Regions from separate parts of the Mus musculus genome. Here region 2 is linked to region 1. Evidence: chromatin contacts called from public promoter capture Hi-C data. All regions are on one chromosome and are shown on one strand. The core of a region is the stretch at or near the end of the contact, and the rest is flanking DNA. Distances in the headings are between cores, read along the strand shown.

The links. Promoter capture Hi-C pulls out the DNA fragments that hold promoters and counts their contacts.
Region 2: a contact with region 1 is called in a promoter capture Hi-C map of liver, with 4 times the contacts expected there. The contact joins the enhancer-like site here to the promoter of Ugt3a1 in region 1. A contact is called at or near these places in 2 of 39 promoter capture datasets (liver and pre-B cells) and 1 of 9 other capture datasets (liver).

What each region holds. Positions count from the first base shown.
Region 1 is chr15:9,278,554-9,281,101 of GRCm38.p6, forward strand. It overlaps Ugt3a1 (UDP glycosyltransferases 3 family, polypeptide A1), which reads left to right and starts at 1,276. Exons shown (of 7, transcript NM_207216.2): 1 at 1,276-1,494. The coding sequence starts at 1,401.
Region 2 is chr15:10,689,114-10,691,661 of GRCm38.p6, forward strand. Rai14 (retinoic acid induced 14) reads right to left here. Exons shown (of 18, transcript NM_001166408.1): 2 at 1,258-1,339. The coding sequence starts at 1,293. Among named protein-coding and RNA genes, the nearest start is that of Gm52214, 19 kb to the right of the region's middle. Within about 2 kb of position 1,283, at least 82 of the 459 cell types and tissues checked have an H3K27ac peak or open chromatin away from gene starts, as enhancers often do. A contact at or near this core is called in liver, where this site is marked.

The DNA.
Region 1 (2,548 bases), core at 26-2,525:
GGAGAGGGAAAGAGGGAGGGGGAGGGAGAGGGAAAGAGGGAGGGGGAGGGGAAGGGAGAGGGAGAGAGAGAGAGAGAGAGAGAGAGAGAGAGAGAGAGAGAGAGAGAGAGAGAGAGAGAACTTTTGCTTCCAGAACCTCAGTGGACATGATGGTGCTCAGACACTTTGGGTGAGGGTGGAATTTCCTTACTCTCTTCACTGATACCAAAACTACTTCCATCTGGAAGGAGCCTCACACCTGGCCAAAAGTGATGCCTTCCTTACCAGCTGTCTGAGTATCCCTTAGTCTACTGTAGCTGACAATAAGTTAACCATTACCCTAATACATTTGAGAAATATGAGAACAAAAGTTTGACTGAGTTTTTGGGGGAAGAACACTGCAGTCCTCTTTCTCACACTATTTCTTCTTCTTTTTGTCTCTTCAGTTTTATGACTGTGAATTATACCAGAGTATCATGCTTAAACTCAGGCATAGACAAAGTCTTAGAGACACAAGACACACTGCTACAGAGTAGAGCAGAATTCAAGGCTGTATTCTGCATGCTTGGTAAATACAGAGGCAGATTCTTTTCCTGCTTTGGAGCTGGAAACTGCACTGGGAAACTTGGCTAAAGCAGTTTGGTTTTACACTGGAGTGTGAAGATGACTGCTCGGGGCAGTGTGCTCCTTCCTCCCGTGCTGATCTACAAGTAAACGGATCTGGACTCTGTCCTGAACTTGTTCTTGGAAGGATTGTGGAATAGTTCTGTTCTGTTTCATGAAGTTCATTCAGAATTGGAGGTTTAACAATTTTTTCTTCTGCCTTTTGGGTACATAGGCCACTAGCACATTTTCATGCATCTGTGAATAGTAAGACATGTCAAGCAATAATCTTGAGTGTTTTCCTTGAAGATTAGTTCATGATTGGCACCACTGGAGATTTAAAAACTTGTACCCAGGGTAATGAGCTCCAGACATGGCATTAGGATACAGATAGAGGAGTGATGGAGGAAGTAGCATCTTGTAAGCTTGTGACTAGGCTTGTAAAATGTCCATGGTATATGCCACTTTAGGATGCGGTCATTGACAGGGTTTGCCAAGGTCCCTACATTCCCACTTTAGAGTTTTTTGAGGCTAACAAGGAAAATATTGTGATTTTAGGACAAGTTAAAAATTAACTCTTCACCTGTTTTTTCTTTCAACACTAGTTAAGGAGGGTGAAACAGTATCCACTGGAAAGAGATTAGCAGAGACAAGGCCAAGGGCAAAAGGGCATTTGGAAAAAGAATATAAACTATTTTCTCCCTTTACCCCATTTCACGGCAACAGACAGTGCTTTGTGACAGAGCCTTACAGGATCCCTTAGTGGAGCACAGCTTTCTAGGTGTGCAACCTGTGCCAGGGCTTCACATGTTCTATAGATGGCTGCACATCGGAGTTGGCTTCTTGTGAGCTTCTTTCTCCTTGAGGTTCTTCTCTTGGAGGCTGCAAAAATCCTGACTATATCTACACTGAGTAAGTTCTTGCTGGGAATATAGAGTCTTCTTAAACTGTGATACCTGGGTTAACATGTTTCACAAAAATCACACATAATTGACCTTACATGAGATTTTTCTATCTAGGTGTAGACCACACCTGTGGGAGGGGCTATGGACTGTGTGTGCAAAGTTGTGCTCAGAGAGGACTCTACCCAAGGGAGAGAACAGCAGTAGATGGTGATATAATGTGATGTGGAAACAGCAGGAGGAATGCAGAGGGGGGTTTGTAAGAAAGGCTTCTCTACTGGGGTTTTAGTTGTGAGTGGGTGGGAGGCAGATCATGCAGTGTTCAGCCTATTTATCCCACAAAGGGAGCAGTGAACATTTCTTGATTTTTCTGGGGAAGCTAACATTCATAAACATTTTTGGTTTTGAAAGATGTTCTTCTATATAAGTACCCAGGCCTCAAAGTTTGCATGTCACCAGGACATCATCTTATTTCCAGGACCTGATATGTTACTCTTAACATCACAAATGTCCTGGTTCCATGGTTTGGTTTGGGGCTCATGATAACAGCAACTTCATGTACATGGATCACTGATAAAAGACTGAGCCAGATCTGGGTGTGGTGGCGAATGCCTCTAATCTCAGCACTCAGGAGGCAGAGGCAGGCAGATTTCTGAGTTCAAGGCTAGCCTGGTCTACAAAGTGAGTTCCAGGACAGCCAGGGCTATACAGAGAAACCCTGTCTCAAAAAAACGAAAACAAAACAAACAAACAAACAAACAAACACCAAAAACAACAACAACAAAAAGACTGGGTCAGGTAGGAGAAATACATATTAGTGCCAACAGGTAATAGGTCACAAGAAGCCTGTATATAGGCTTTGTGAAAACAATTTTCTTTTCAAATAGTCAATTTGTTTGGATTTATAGTTGAATAGGATGTAACCCAAGAATTAGGGCAAGAAAGGACACAGATATAATAGCGTGGCAGAGGTGAAGAAAGTTTTATCCCATTGTGCTAGGAAAGAATTCTAGCAGAATTAACCTTCAAACTTCTGCAAAGGATCGTAAACACTTAACTTCTAA
Region 2 (2,548 bases), core at 33-2,532, 1.4 Mb after region 1:
GCCAGCCGGGGAGCATAGTAAAGTGTGCTTGGGGGAGGGGCGTCTGAGGAAGTGACAGAAGGGTTTAACTATCTGACCTTGCTCAAGTCACTTCACATTCTCTGAGTTGCAGTTAATTTGCCTTAAGAGTGAAATGAATTTTTCTCTAAGATTTCTTGTTACTTTTTTTTTTTTTTCAAGAGCTGATACTTTGGAGTCACTCTCGAAGCATCGAGTCTGGCCTCTTATCAAAGTAGTAAGTACACAGCTACTCATCACAGCGCAGTCTGAGAGATAAGTAGGTGCACGCAGAGTGCACTAGCCATGAAGATGCAGCCTCCTTTACTGCAAACTCGAAACCGTGCCAACCTGCTGAAATAAATTCATGGCAGAGCACAAAACTCCAGGCTTGCCTTTAATTACGCAATCTTAGGCAGTAACAGAGCAAGCCTATTTTGAAGGTTGACTTGCCTGGGCTTCTATCTAATGCTCTTCCATGAATTTCTCTCTCGTGCAACTGTTTCGCTTGAAGCTTTTGGAATGTAGCTTGTTACAAGACTCGGATCCCAGCACAGCTTAAGAGGTAAGACTCTTTGAGAGTATCGCTATTCGAGTCCTTGTCACCTTCTCTGATGGGAGACCTTCATGTTTCAGACCTTATATCCAGTCCGCCAATCTAAAGTTGTTTATGATGGACTTTGTGAGAAAAAAAAAAAATTCAGGAATGTAGGGGGAGTAAAAAGACTAGTGAACTACAAACACTGAGTTCAAGGTTCTTAAAGACCAAGGGAACAATGTTAATAATGTAAGTCCTTTATCACCCCTATTCTGGCCAACTATGATGAGTAAGCACTTAGAAGGCTGAAGCAGGAGGATTGCCATCAGTTCAAGGCCGGACACTGTACAAAGTAAGATTCTCTCAGGGGTGGGGGTCGGGCAAAAAACTAGAGTGGATTAATAATAAATATAAAATTAATAAAATGACATTCTAAATCAGGATTGGAAACACTGGCTTTTCCTGCTCCTTCCACTTGACTGCTCCTGTCTCTCCATGACAGGAAGAGTTTCTTTTGGCCTTTACAGGCGTTTCGGAAAGCTGGACACACAAACAGCACACTAAACCCCGCTCATTCGCAGACACCACGTTGTGCTGGCGGGCCCGTGCTTCGGAATCTGTAGTTGATTAACCCAGAGCCTTATCAGGGCTGGAGCATGGCTGTTTCCATAGGCCCAAGGAGCACGGTGGGGCAGCCAGACTGTGAGTCACTGCGTACTTACATCGCTCTTCCGAAACTTTGCTTTCAGGCTCTTCATGTTTAGTCCATTCAGCCTTCCAAAGTCCTGGGAGATTTGTCAATACCTAAGCAGAGAGGGAGAGAAAAAAATGAATGAATGTAGCTTGCCAAGTAAACACTACAGATTTTCTCCCCTGATTGGATTACGACACTGGGCTATGAGGAGGCGGAGGAGATAGGGTTGGACTGAGCTGGCTGTCAGTGAGCAGCGGGGTGGCAGCGAAGAACATAAAGCTCTCCCACTCACGATACACACCCGCAGACCCCCTGACACGTACAAATTAGAAGAAAAACAGAAAACAAAAAAACGAGAACTGTTTTATCCTCTTCGTATATTTTAGCTGACATAGAAAACCTGCACATACCTCCCACCTCAACTGTGATATTTAGAAATACATATACATTGCAGAACAGCCAATGGGCCAATTAACCCACCCGTTACTTCACACGCTTCTCACTGTACTACGATGAGAACCTTTAAGCCCTGGTAATGTCAAGTACACAGACTGCCATTTACAGGAGTCACCAGGCCACACAACAGAGCTCTGGAGTCCATTCCTCTTGTCAAGCAGAAACATATCTTTCGATTGGCATTTACTCAGTCCATCTCCTCACTTCCAGTCCCTTGGCAATAAACACTCTACTCTGCTTCAGGGTCTTAGACTTAAATTACCAAGCATATAAGATTGGGGCGTCTGTGAGTCTCGCCCGACTCTCTTCTCTGCTGTGGTTGGGGTGTGGCTTGCTGGGGAATTCCAGTATTGGAAGCTTGGTGATATGGGAGGTGATGGGATCACTAAGAGGCGAGGTCTGCAGGGAGGTCTTTGTCATTGGGAGAGTGATCTCTGAAGGGCTCCCTGGTCTCTTGGGATGAGAGCAAAGTGACCCTTAAAGCTCCGCCCTTCCAGCAAGTGGAGCTTTCCCTTTTACAGGGTCTCCCAACACTGTCATTTGCTCCAAGGTCTTCTAAAGAAACATGCCTTTGAACCTGCGCAATCACCAACTAATAATCCTTCCTTGATAGTGTTATCCAGACATGGGTATTTCATTACAGTAATAAAAACCAAAGCAGCACATGCCTACTGAAGTAATCAATGTATCCTTCATTTTGCAGTCGTACAACTGACCTCCTTTTAAGGGTTAAATAGGAGATGAGAGAAAAGCGTTCCTCTTCCACGTGCTGTTTATCCCTTGCTTATTTTTCCAGTGCTTGCCTCCCTCCCCTGCTCCTCTTAAATGCACAGTGCAGTTGGTAGAAAATGCCAAGAACAACA